2 separate regions of the Manis pentadactyla genome follow, and region 1 is linked to region 2. The links are chromatin contacts, called in public Hi-C maps. All regions are on one chromosome and are shown on one strand. Each heading gives the region's core, a stretch centred on a gene start, on an enhancer-like site or on the middle of the called end of the contact. The rest is flanking DNA. Distances are from core to core; before and after follow the strand shown. Region 1 holds the start of OVOL3 (ovo like zinc finger 3). Region 2 holds the start of APLP1 (amyloid beta precursor like protein 1).

Region 1 (6,442 bases), core at 3,091-5,590, 180 kb after region 2:
TGTGCGGAGGAAGGCCCGGGGGCACTGAGGCCCGGCAGCCCCTGCCTCCACCACGGCCTTGCTGCTTCTGTGGAAGTAGGTATTTCTAAGCAAATAAACTGACAGCTGGAGGAATGGTTCCTGGTTCCTGTCCTGGCGCATCCACAAAGCCCGTGCTTCAGCTGGATGCAGGGAAGGAGGGTGGAGAGCAGTGCTCTGGTGGACTAGCCCAGGGAACTCTGTCAAGCCCTAGTGCTGAGCCCTGCTCTGGGACTCTGTTGGTGGAGAATATGGGCCCAACATTCCCAAGAAGTCTGGAGACTAATAATGACAACCCCAGCACCTGGCTCCCATGTCGCCTGTCCCATCCCATTGAGCTGCTGTGGGGTTATGTGTGGTCCTTGCCTAGTAGGGCCCAGCTGTACCCCAAGGGCCAGCCATTCTTCCGTGCCCCCTCCTGATGCCCAAGAACCCACTGGAGCTGCTTTGCTCACCATGTGCCAGACCCTGGCCAGCAGCATCTCCATTGCCAAATTGTTGGCTCATGGCCCCTGGGCCAGGCCCATGCTGGATCCTATGAGGTTCAGGCTTTTGTCCCCATCTGCAGCAGAAATTGAGGAGAGACAAACAGGTTTACCCACTGGACAATCCGGGCAGCATGCTCAGGCCTTCCAGCAGCTGGGACCAGTAATTCCTTCTCCAGTGGGAGCTTCAGGATCCCATGAGCTCCCAGCACTAGTACCAGCTTCCCCAGGCAGTAGGCATCTAGCCCCATGGCACGTCTGCAAGAATGCCCCTTGGGACCACAAAAGCCTCCACTGACCCAAGTCTATAAAAAGGAAGCCAGTGGGGGGCAGGGCCCCCCAAAACAGTCCAATCACATGGCTTGCTGCAGCCTTCCCCGCTTGCCTGTGAGTTCCTCTGTGCTGTGTTTGGTGGTCATAGCCCACCAGAAACAGGCTCAGAAAGAACTGGTGTCTTGCCCAGGGTCCTACAGAGCTAAGACTCAAACCTAAACTGGCCTGGTAGCAGAGCCAGACCCTTCAACATGCGGACATGGTCCTCTGCTACCTCTGTAAACATTGACACACATCAGAATCAATCATGCAGTTGTTAAAAAAAAACCTGCTGGCCCCCAGGTGCCTGTCACTGTTCAGCAAGTTGGGGTAGAGTGAGGATGTGTGCCTTCATGGCATTCGCCTCTGGAGAGTGAAACACACAAAGTAACTGTGAGACTTGGTGAGTTGAGGAAATTCACTGTGCTGGTTGAAGGGTCAAGGAAGGCCTTTTTGAGCTGACATTTGAGCTGAGGTTTGCTAAAGGGCACAGGCCATGTGGATGTCCCAGGACAGCCACCGGGCAGAACAGCTAGTACCAGAGGCCCCATGGGGGGATCAAACCTATGTGTAAGGAATAACAACAAAGCCAGGATAGCTGAACAGAGTTAGGGGAGAGAGTAGGAGAGGAGGTAGAAGAATGGGGTCTAAACATGCAAAGCCTTGTTGCTTCATGACATTTAAATCCAAGAAACATTTGCAACAATGTTTTTCCCTTCAATACCTGATCTTGGTGTGGAGAGATGCCTGGTATTATTTATTTCTCAAGGTTCCCTCTCCCTGACTCAGGGAGTTGGGGTGGTCCAGAACTCATAGGTGGGCTGCACCTCTGCTAAGGGCTCCCGGCCCAGGTCCACAGCTGCCCCAACAAGCCTGGAAAACCACCCTTCCTACTCCTGCCTGGCTTGGCCACAGTAGCCTAAGATCCTTGAGGCAAGGTTTGGCATGCAAGCCCCTGGACACCAGGGGACCATTTTGAGCCACTGTCCCTCATGGAATTTACCCTCTTCTGACCCAACTCCAAGTAGCAAACTCCTGGCTTTCAGGGGCCCAAGCTGTAGGGGATATATGTTGATGTTCCTGCTCTGTCACCCTTTGTGAATCTGAGTTTCACCCTCCAGCATAGGCCCTCACAGCTGCAACACGGTTGCCATAGCACTCAGCGGTACCCCTCATCCAACCAGGGGCAAAGCCTTGAAGCGAGGCAGCTGCCAGGGTAGTGGGGAAAAGTACAAAGGCTTCCTAGATGTCTCCTCCCCTTTCAAAGCAGTCATAGGAAACAGGAATAGAGATTGTTTCGATTTGCTTCGACAAACACTTCTCCTGGGCATGTGACTACTCAAAATTGGACTCTCAGAACAAAAGGAGGGTGGGCTGGTAGTTAGAGAGGACCTGGTGTCTCTGCCATTCTCCACTTAATGCTGAGCTCTTCAGCCCTGGAAGGACCACACTTTGTCCTTGCACTAACCAGCTGGTTTAGCAACCACTGCTGGTGAATGTGTGTGTGTGGCTTGTGAACCTACAGAGTCCCAACAGGAAGAGGACAGCATTCTCACATGAGGTGTTTTAAAGAGAGTTGAGTGACGGGATCATTTGCAAAGGAGTGGGCAGAGAGTAGGGAAACCACAGGGCCAACACAGTACCCTGGGCTGGTCCCAGGGAAGAGCTATTGCCCTCAGCCCCCACCCCGACCACGAGGCACAAGGGGACAAAGTGCAACCCAGAAGAGCACATCCTGGAGACAGGGCTACCCTAAGGGGAGCTGTGTCCCTTGCACCCCCACAGGGAGGGAGTTAGGCGGAATCCCCTCTCCCATCTTCAGGGCTCTCCATGGCTCAAGCCCTACTGGAAGCTAGAGGGCACAGGAGGCCAGATGCTGCTGCCCACCCAGGTCAGCCTCCCAGGACATGGAATAGGGCAGAACAGGACAGAACAAGTTCCTGGGGGCAAATAAAGACACCCAGGCCCAGATTTCTTCTCTATTGTGTTTTCAGCAACACAGGAACGTTACCTCAAGAGACAAGGTGCTGGGCATGGAGAACTGTGCACTTGAGAAGAAACAAAACGGCCCCCTCACCCATTTGCTAGCTCATTCAGTGCAATTTGCCTCCTGCACTCCGTGCTGGGCACATCCCAGATAGCGCACTGCTAGACCTGTGCTGGGCACTCCAGTCATGACTGCATGAAATCCAGCAGTTGTGAGATGGAGACACTTAAAACCCCATTTTAGGGATGGGTATATTGAAACTCAGATGCTTGCCTGACCACCCCATTCCTCAAGACTTCCTCAAAACCTCTTGTGTATGTCTGCCACTTGCTAGCACCCATGCTAAACAGTCTCTCCACATGATCTACATGGGTCCTCAGCACAAACCAGTGACTGATAGGAGACTCATTAGTCCTGTTTTCCAGATGAAGAAGCCAAAGCTCAGCACAAAGAGACTTGCCCAAGTCCTGCAGAGATAACGTGGCAAAGCTCTGGGCCAGCTGACTCAGCACTGCCTCCCTGCTTCCCCAAACGAATCAGCAGGACGACTCCCATCGAGTGTGAAGAAATGAAATACTGCTTCTCGCATCCCGAAGCCTCTGTATAGCCTGTTCCCTTTGTGTGGAAACTCTTTTTCCTTCAGGGCTCATGCCCAGGAAGCCATCCTGAACCTTAGACTAGATCAGGGGCCTCTCTTGGGCACCCCAGTACCCCTGAGTTTTCTTGATTGCAGCTTGGATCCCTCTGCCTGGGCTTCCTGTCACAGGTGTGCTCATTCTGGGCTGTCACATGTTTCCCCCATCGACTAAGTATGTGTTCATTTTCTGTGCCAAGTTAGGCCTAACCTATAGTTGGAGCTCAGGAAATTGTTAGGTGAATAAATGAAAGTAATGGTATGGGGAATATTCAAAATCCTTAACCCTTGGTTAAGAGGTCAAACAATAACTAAGCTAGAGCACATCCCAGCTAGAGTGCTGAGGGTAGAGTCCTGGGAGCCCCTGCCTCTATCAGGTGATTCCTTTTAGTTCCTGGACAGGAAGGGCGTGGGGGTGGTGTTCCAAGCAGTCACTAGGAGCCGGACTATTAATAAACCAGTATTTGAATGCCTTCTACACCTAAGCAGTGCTTCTGGCTGAATGTCAGCTCTGGGCATCTGAAGATCAGAGAGGTAGAGCCTCCTGCTTAAGATGCATGGCCTGGATGCTCACTCTTCCCTTACCTACTGGACCCTGCTAGCCCTCCACCCTCTGGAGCAAGCAATCACAGTCACCCCCGTCCCTGCGTCCTCAAACAGCTGCTGTGATTTGAATAACCAAGCAGGCTGTTGGATGTCCAGTGGGGACTGATTTGCCTGGCAAACAGACCCTCAGGTCCTTGGCCCTGCTGGTACTGTGGGAAGACATGCAGCCCCTCTGGGGTCTCTGTTTCCTAAGAGCTCTTAGCACACCTAGGGGCTGCTTAAGCTCCAGTCTTGCCCTTGTTTGACTTCCTTGGGGGGTCCTAAAGCTGGTCTGCTCCGGGGCTGGAGAGTGCTCTCAGGAACCTGGCACACAGGAAAGGGCAGGAATGGCAGGCCCCGCGGCAGAGGTAACTGGAGCCAGCAGAGTTGGCTCCCTGGGCCGGTCACAAAATTTGCATGGAGAGAATAAGGCTCCTCCATGGCTTCCCCTCCCTTCCCACCCGGAGTCATCCTGGGGCTGAGGCCTGACAGCAGGTGGAGGCAGCTTTTGTGTGTGTGTGTGTGTGTGTGCGCGCGCGTGTGTATGAGTGGAGCCATCTCACCATGCCCCGTGCCTTCCTCGTCAGGAGTCGGCGTCCACAGCCACCTAACTGGGGCCACCTGCCTGACCAGCTTCGGGGAGACACCTATGTCCCAGGTGGGCCCCTCACTGGGCCCGGAGGTGCGGGGTAGGGGAGACACAAAGTATTACTCTGGCTTCTCTCCTCAGACTGCAACAGCCTTGGGGGGCCACCAGCACATCAATCTTCCAGCCTTGGGGATCCTTGGATAGCGGTGAGTCTGCAGCTGCCCCACAAGCCCCTGCTGTTTCACCCCCTCTGCTGTCTGCCTCTGCAGAACCTGACTGGCTCTTACTTCCCCAGCCCATTTGCACATGCCCCTCCAGCCTCAGCCCCTTTCCATCCACTGTTCTCTGCTGGGATGGCCTTTTTTTTTTTTTCTTCATAGCTCAGGTATCCACCACCCAGCATCCAAAATGGTATTTAAATCTGACCCTAGGCCTCATTTAACCACATGGTTTCCTATCAACCTATCCCTCTGTCTCCCCCTACCCAAGGAAACCATCTCTCTGAATCTTGTGTTGTTATTGCTCCCTTTTTTTCTTTTTATGCAGTTTTATTGCATCTATGTGTACTGTTAAGGAGTTACTATTTTTTTATTGAAGTATTGTTGATAGGCCTTTCCATTCTTAGTAGAGAGCTGTTAGACTTCATCCCCAGCACCATTTCCCCATGGTGGGAAGCCATTCTCTGCCCCCAGGGATCTCTTTGTCCAGTGGGGCAGAGGAACAGGATTCAAGCTGAAAAATGATTTGAGGGGTGGGGACAGGAGATTGGGGCCTCTCAGAAGGGGTATTCAGCTGTGAATTCACTGGCAGAAGGGAAGCACTAGGAGTGCAGATATGCTTAAGATTATTTCAGTATTTATTGAAGGCTAGGGACTATTCTAGGCAGGCAATGTGTATTTAGCAGGAATAAGACAAAAGTTCCTGCCTTCCTGAAGTTTATAATCTGATGGGGGTGCAGATGTAGGCAATAAAACTAGAAAAATATGTACGTTGGAAGTTGGTATGTGCTATGGAGAAATATAAAGCAAGGTAAAAGCAATGGGGGATGGTCAGGGAAGGCCATGGAGAGGGTGGCATGTGCACTCACAAATAATAGTCTCTGGCCTTCCCAGACCTCCTTGGCTCCGTTCTAGGCACTCCATTTGCTCTGGTCGGAGGTGGGGGGTAGGATGGGCGGGGGCAGTTGGTGGTCATTTGGTGGGGTTTAACTCCCACATCCCTCCCACAGCATGCCACTCTCGCTGCCACTCCCAAGGGCCCTGGGACACTTGGCTGCCCACTCTGCCACAAGACCTTTCCACTGCAGCGCATGCTGACTCGACACCTCAAGTGCCACAGTCCTGCACGCCGCCACGTGTGCCGCTGTTGTGGCAAGGGCTTTCACGATGCCTTCGACCTCAAGCGCCACATGAGGACTCACACTGGTGAGGAGAGGCAGGGACAGGGAGGGGCTACTGGGCCCCAAGTAGGGGTAGAATGGAATGGAGGGAAGTGCCCAGAACACGGTGTAGTGTACCTCGGATCCCTGAGGGTGGATGTAAGGTGGAGGCAGGGTAGAGGCCAGCTGCGGGGTGTAGATGGAAGACAGGCACTGGTTACAGGATTTAGGTCCCAGGTTAAAGAGTGCAAGGGAAAGGCCCACTCCCTCTTTCCAGGGGAAAGAACATCCTATGAGGGTGGGGACACAGGTGTCTGGCTCATATTTGCAGTGGGTGGAGGCAGCAGATGGTGGGACATAGATGGAGTCTGGTGAGCTTAGAATCGGAATGGGGGAATGCAAATGGAAGACAAAATGTGGAGGCTTTGGTCTAGACGTCATTGCTGTCTGTCTG
Region 2 (7,185 bases), core at 363-2,862:
CCCTTCCCATATACTGCCTTCCCCACATCCGGCCACCCACGTCTCCAGACTCATGTGTGACTGAAGAGTCCTGAGATCTTCAGCTTGCCATAATGGACTGTCCTGATTTCTGAGGAACCAGAACAAGTTGGTAACCTTATTTCTCCAAAACTGAACATTGAGGGGAGGGAAAGATCGTTACAACTGTCTGGATCCTTGATTTACAGTGAGCTCAGCTAAGGGGATGCCCCAAGTGGGAGCAAGATGGCCACTGTGCCCACCTATTCTCCTATGCAAAAGATATTCAAGATGACAAATGAGCTTTTTGCAGAGGGATGGGGACATGGGGTGATGGGTGTTAGGGGCAGGAATGGAAGTTGTTTTCAGACACTGAAAGAAGATATTTCAGGATCACCACCTGCATTAATAAGAGAGGCAGCATAGGGCAGATGAAGGTGGAAGCTAGACCAGGTCCTATCCTGTTCTCCCTGAGGTGCAATTTGCTTGGCCAATGGAAGTGAAGTCAAGAGGGCAAGTTACAATCTTGATTCCTTCCAACCTCCTAAAGGCCCTGGAAGAATTGGGCTCAAGGAGTAAAAATAGGGTGAGAACTGTCACAGGTGTGTGTGTTGGGGTGGAATCTGGGGATGAAAATATTTATGTTTAATAAAAAAAAGTGGAGCAGTGAATGTGTTTTAAGGATTCTCCTCACATTATTACTCTACATCAAGGAAAGTATCCACTGAACCTGCCCCAGGGCCCTTCTTCTAACCCTAGGCTATGAAGTGGCTGTAGGAGCAAAACTGTAAGCCACCTCCCAGCCCCTGGCTACTTGTTCAGAGCTTCAGGCTCTTTAATACGCATCTACACAAACATACACCTATGGATGCACACACAGGACAGGGCCGCCCCATTCAGCTTGGGGAGGACAGAATTCTACACTGTCATTAGAGGAGACAAAGCAATGAGTCCTGAAGAGAAGGCAGGGAGACAGAGGTTAAGGGTAGGTCCTTAGAGTGAGTATGGGGTCTGATTCAGGTTATCCTTAAACAAGGGGTCTGAAGGCTTTGGTTCATGGATCCTTAACCTAGGAATTAAAGGTCCAGACCTAGGATCTTTGGGGAGCAGAGTAGACGGCCTAGACTCCTGGGTCTTAGTGAAAAGGACTGTGGGCTTTGTCTGTGGTCCTGAGAAAAATGTCTGGGACCCAGACTCCTGGATCTAAGGGAGAAGGGGGCTAGATCTTAACTGCTGTGTTCTTAATTGGAGAAATTGTAGAGGCCTGTATTCCTGCGATCTTAGGAAAGGAATTTGTTGGGCAGGGAGGTGGGGTTTGGGAGACAAGAGGGGGATTCTCCAATGCTGGCATCCCCGGAAAAGGAGGAAGCTGATTTGTGTGTGTCTGGGTCTAAGGGTCCTGAGGGCAGATTCAAAATCCACAGCGGAGGAGCCCATGACCCAGACTCCTGGCAAGGCCCTGGCAGTGGTGGGACGCCGGAGTCTCAAGGGGGCGGGGGCCTGGCGCAGGCTCCCACCGGGGGTTCCCGATCTCCTCCACTCTGCGCAGAGCTGCCACGCTATTGTCCTGGCCTGGAAGGCGGGGCCGGCGCGGGGCGGGGTTGGCGGCGCCGGCGCAGCCCGGGGGCGGCGGGAGGTGGCGGCGGCGGCGGCGCTGGGAGCTCCTGTCACCGCTGGGGCCGGGCGGGAGTGCAAGGGACGTGAGGGCGTGAGGGCCGGGACATGGGGCCCGTACGCCCCGCCGCTCGCGATCTGGGCTGCCGCCGAGGGCCGCCGCCGCTGCAGCTATTGCTGACACTACTGCCTCTGCTTCTGCGCGCGCAGCTCGCCGTCGGGAGCTTGAGCGGTGGGAGTCCCGGTGCAGCCGAGGTGAGGCCCGGCGGGTCCTGGGGAATGCGGGAAGGGACTGGGACTCTGGGCCCCCAAACCGGACTTGTCCAGGCCAGAAAAGGCAGTCATTCTACCAGGTGGCTGGCCCCCAGGCTCTCCTAACCGAGTCCAAGCTCCATATCCCTTATCGTCTGTAATCCAGGCGCCTCTCGCCCCTAGCATAGGAACTGGCTTGAAGTCCAGCTCCCTCAGACCCTCTCGACCTAGGTAACTCAGCCCCGACCCCTTCCCACATGAACGTGGACCCACTAGACCGCAAAGCACCTGGATCCAAGAATCCGTACCCCTTGCATCCACTGGACCCATTTGAGGGGCCCTGTAGCCTCCCAGAACTCAGGAGTCTAGGCCTCCAACCACCGCCACCCAGCCCAGATGTAGCTTTCCAGCCTTCAAGGACTAGATGTCCACGCTTGCAGGGCCCTGAAGCCAGGCCTTCTCGTCTTTGCACCCGAGAATCAGAGCCTGAGCTGGGATGGAGGGAGGAGGGGCCAGACGCCTGGGTTCTGGCCGCCTCCCCCGCGATTCAGCTTTAACCCCTTCGGGCCCCAGTGCGGCTGCGCCGATGTGGGGGCGGAGCCTGTGTCCGCGGCAACAGGCCCCGAGAATCCCGAGGGACCCGGGTCGCCATAGCAACAGGAGAGCTGTTGCGCCCCCGCCCTGTGGGAGCAGTTTCCCGAGGAGCAGTACCTCAACGGAGGCGGGCGCGCAGTGTTTGGTGGAGGGGGCTGGTGCTGGGGATCTGAACATCTGGATCCTAGAGAGCAAAGGTCCGGGGGACCCAAAGCCGACGACCCCAGGCCCTCGCTGACTCCGCTCCCACCCCCAGGCCCCGGGGTCGGCCCAGGTGGCTGGACTATGCGGGCGCCTAGCACTTCACCGGGACCTGCGCACCGGCCGCTGGGAACCAGACGCACAGCGCTCGCGACGCTGTCTCCGGGACCCGCAACGCGTGCTGGAGTACTGCAGACAGGTGGGCGGGGCCTACTGGGATGGGCGTGGTCAGCGGGAAAGCTGGTCCAACACGCGGCCGGGTAGCGCCTCAGAAGCTAGTGGTGCTTAAAGGCATGGTCCAGGGAGAATGAGGGATCTAAGAAGGCGTGAGAAGCTAGAGAGCATGGCCAAAAAAGAGTCGAATTTAGGAAAGGGTGGAACCTATTTTTGAGAAACTAGGTCAGCAAAGGGGGAGTACCATGCAGATATGGCCAGCTAAGAAAGGCATCCAGTGAAAAGACAACAGTTTAGCGGTATGTTATGGGCCCCTTAAAGAGTAAGGGTATGTATAGATGGACGTGGTTAAAGGTGGGGCAGGACTAAGAGGAAAAAATCTGAAGGACTAACAAGATAGGAAAAGGGGTGGAGCCCAAAGAGACCACGGAAAGCTCGGAGGTGTCGCTATGAAAAGGCAGGTCTAACACAAAGAGAAAGTACTCTTCACTGAGAGGCCAGAGAAAGAGAAGAGGCTTAAAGAAGGGTGGAACCTATGGGGTGATGAACCTGACTGGGGGAGGGGGCAGAAGTGACTAGAAGAGAGGCGGGCTTAGAGGGATTGAGTTTCTGGAGGGACCTTAGAAAAGAAACCAGACTGGCAAAGGGGCCCTTAGGGACGGTAGGGCTTTTAAGGGAGAGCTACTAGGGGGCGTAGCCAATGGGCCTGCGTGACTTAGATACCTGACTGGTTCTATAGAGAAGCAGAGCCTAGGAAGTGGAGGTCCTTATGAACACCAGAGATTTGAAGAGGGAGAACGCGGCTGGCATGGGCGGGGCCGTGGGTTAATTGCCCCCACCCGGTGCCCCCAGATGTACCCGGATCTACAGATAGCACGTGTGGAACAGGCGACGCAGGCCATCCCCATGGAGCACTGGTGTGGGGGTGCCCGGGGTGGCCGCTGTGCCCACCTCCACCACGAGGTTGTGCCTTTCCACTGCCTGCGTGAGTCACAAGCTGGGGGAGGGAGAAGGGAGGTGGGAGTTTCCAAGGGGTGAGATTCTGGGTCCTGGTCTCAGGCTCACATTAGGGAGCTGGTTGCCTGGGTACAGAGTTGGGCAGAGAAGAAATGATAAAATATCTGGATTCTGAGGAGGGGGGTGCTAGTGGCTATGGGACTAGTGGCTAGTGACTAAGGTCTCACTCTGGTACCCCCAAACTCCCCAGCGAGTGAATTCGTGAGTGAGGCCCTGCTGGTGCCCGAAGGCTGCCGGTTCTTGCACCAGGAGCGCATGGACCAGTGTGAGAGTTCAACCCGGAGGCATCAGGAGGCACAGGAGGTCAGGACGCTGGCCCATCCATCCTCATCCCCCAGAATCCAGGAGTCCAGTCCGCCAACACCCTCCTCCTCCAGAACCCAAGAATCTGGGCCTCAGCCTCCTATTCCCACTGGGACAGAACTAGGAATCCAGGCTCCCAGCCCCATCAACCCCCACGACCCAGGCATCCAGGCTCCCCCTCTGCCTTCTCCTACCCCAAAATCCTAGCATCTGGGCCCATTCTTCCTGCAGGCCTGCAGCTCCCAGGGCCTCATCCTGCATGGATCAGGCATGCTTTTGCCCTGTGGCACAGATCGGTACCGAGGTGTGGAGTATGTGTGCTGCCCCCCTCCAGTGACCCCCGACCCGTCTGGGACAGCAGTTGGGTGAGTGGGCTGGAACCCTCTACGCCCATCCCAAAGTTCCCAAGGCAGGAGATGAAAGCCTGGGGCCTGGGACTGGGTTCTTATTGCCTCGGGTCTCTGTTCCTTCAGTGACCCCTCCACCCGGTCCTGGCCCATGAGGGGCAGAGCAGAAGGAAGTGAGGACGAGGAAGAGGAGGAATCCTTCCTCCAGCCAGTAGACGATTACTTTGTGGAGCCCCCTCAGGCTGAAGAGAAAGAAGAGGAGGAAAGAGTCCCACCCTCAAGCTCTCATACCCCTGCAGGGGTTAGCAAAGGTGAAGCAGTCTTTGAGCCTCTAGTCGCCTCCATGCTAGAGAGAGGATGATTTGAGGGAGCCTTGGTGTGGGGAGAGTTTGGGGAGGGACCTGCTGGGGAGAGGCCCAACTTGGGGAAACAGTAAGGATGGAAGTGGCTTTGCATGAAGTAGTGATGGAAGGGCTGGCCTGTGAAGAATGCAAAAAGTGAGGGTGGTTTGGGGGTACCTGGAAACAGAGAAGCCATTTCGTAGGTCCTAAGGATTATTTGTGAAAAGCTTGGAGGATTCCTAAACTTTGCAAGAACAGGCCCAGTCTAGAACTGTATCTCCCATTATACCAGGCAGCAACTATGGCTAAGGTAGACACATGATGTATTATACTCTAGAAAATGTAGTTCCCCAGAAAGGAAAGTGACCTGGAGATGGGCTTCAGGCTGCGGATCCCCTGATTCTTGGTGTTGCAGTGACTCCCACTCTGAGGCCTACAGATGGTGTGGACGTGTACTTCGGCATGCCTGGAGAAATCAGTGAACATGAGGGGTTTCTGCGGGCCAAGATGGACCTGGAGGAGCGTAGGATGCGCCAGATTAATGAGGTGATGATACTAGGGTCCTAGGATCCACCACAACACAGAGTTCACTAAATACCAGGAGATTCCTCAGAGACATGCTAAGACTACCTCCAAAAGCTCCCCAAGTCACCAACCCCCAGCCCTCAACACCACCCCTAAGATGAGGGACCCCTTGCCCACCTAGAATCCCACTGAGATTCTATGGAAACTCGGGTGCATGGTACTCTTCAACTTGAAATCTTCTGAGTCTTCCTTCCTGGAAACCAAAGAGCCAGTGTGACTAAAGGAGTCTGGAGCCTCCAAAGTCTTGAAGAGAAATTGGGGGGCTCACTGGGTGGAGCAGGGTGGATTCTAGAATCCTGAAGCTTTCCTTGGTCCCAGGTGATGCGTGAATGGGCCATGGCAGACAATCAATCCAAGAACCTGCCTAAAGCTGACAGACAGGCCTTGAATGAGGTAGGACAACCTCCAGTGGGTCCTGCTCTTGCCTGTCTTCTCCTGGGGCACACCTGGCTCAGCCTGACTCACACCTTGTCCAGCCTCATCCACTTCTAACCCTTCCTACTGATATCGGCCTCTCCTGGCCCCACCCCAACATTTTGTTCCGCCCTTCTTGGCCTGTGTCTTGACCTGATATTATTGCTCTCCTCCTCAGACTGGCAATGTTTTGGCCTGTCTTAACTTGATCCTTACCTCTGAGGGCTGGTTCTGGAGTCCTCTCCCAAGCTGGACCCCTGCAGATACAGCCAGGTCCTTCGCTGCCTCTGGGAGGCCTTGGGGGCTCCACCCCGTGATCTGATCCTGCCCCTCTAATCTCACTTTACTCAATCCCTCCTCAGTAGGCCCAGCCTCATGACTCAACCTCATCTTGGTGCAGCCCTACCCCCTGTAAATCCCCCCCTCCCCTCACTCAGGTTAGCCCTGTCCCCTGACTCTTGCTCCACCCCTCTCAGTCACATTTATGCACAGCCTGACTCCAGTTGGCCCTGCCCAGGCCCAGAGCCCTACCTTTCCTATAATACTTGGTCCCTTTCACCTTATTGCAGGTCAGCTCTGTACCTAGATTTCCTACCCAGTAGATTTGCGTTCTGAGATCCGCTCCCTGGCCCTATAGCCCCACCCTTCCAGTCAGTCTCCTGTAATCCAGCCCCACCCCAAGGTTGACTTTGCCCAGGTCTAGACCCACTGCATGTCCTATAGCCCTTCCTTCCAGGCTGTCTTCGACCCTGCCTTTGACCTTCTTCACCTCTCCTGACCTGTGCCCACCCCTTCACCAGCACTTCCAGTCCATTCTGCAGACCTTGGAGGAGCAGGTGTCTGGGGAGCGGCAGCGCCTGGTGGAGACTCATGCCACCCGAGTCATCGCCCTTATCAATGACCAGCGCCGGGCCGCCTTGGAAGGGTTCCTGGCGGCACTGCAAGGGGACCCGCCTCAGGTGTGGGAGCCATGGGGGAGGAGGGCAGAGGGTGAAAAGACCTGGGGCAGGCCTGGCAGCGTCCATCCCTTCCACAGGCAGAGCGCATCCTGCTGGCACTGCGGCGCTACCTGCGGGCAGAGCAGAAGGAGCAAAGGCACACCCTGAGGCACTACCAGCATGTGGCCGCCGTGGATCCCGAGAAGGCCCAGCAGATGCGCTTCCAGGTGCTGGGATCCCTCCAGCTCCATGGACCCTGCCCTCCCTCAGGCCCCAGCCTCTTGGACCCCATCCCTCAGACTCTCTTCTTGACCCTCAGACCCTCGTTCCATCCCTTGGGCTTCCTGCCTATCCCTGGAGCCCCCTTTCTCTGCCTTGGGACTCTTTCCAGACCCTTGGATCCCTGCT

The links. A called contact is a pair of places that touch in the nucleus more often than the background predicts.
Region 1: a contact with region 2 is called in a Hi-C map of skin fibroblasts, with 8 times the contacts expected there. The contact joins the promoter of OVOL3 here to the promoter of APLP1 in region 2. A contact is called at or near these places in 2 of 3 Hi-C or Micro-C datasets (fibroblasts and skin fibroblasts).

The regions. Positions count from the first base shown.
Region 1 is chr15:19,794,000-19,800,441 of mManPen7.hap1, forward strand. OVOL3 (ovo like zinc finger 3) reads left to right here and starts at 4,341. Exons shown (of 3, transcript XM_036929091.2): 1 at 4,341-4,816; 2 at 5,839-6,034. The coding sequence starts at 4,586. WDR62 (WD repeat domain 62) reads left to right here. Exons shown (of 33, transcript XM_036929080.2): 32 at 1-75; 33 at 4,752-4,828. The coding sequence ends at 28.
Region 2 is chr15:19,616,438-19,623,622 of mManPen7.hap1, forward strand. APLP1 (amyloid beta precursor like protein 1) reads left to right here and starts at 1,613. Exons shown (of 16, transcript XM_036929056.2): 1 at 1,613-1,866; 2 at 2,714-2,857; 3 at 3,685-3,817; 4 at 4,040-4,152; 5 at 4,384-4,517; 6 at 4,626-4,810; 7 at 5,256-5,386; 8 at 5,744-5,818; 9 at 6,640-6,798; 10 at 6,876-7,004. The coding sequence starts at 1,720. KIRREL2 (kirre like nephrin family adhesion molecule 2) reads left to right here. Exons shown (of 15, transcript XM_057493061.1): 15 at 1-911. The coding sequence ends at 60.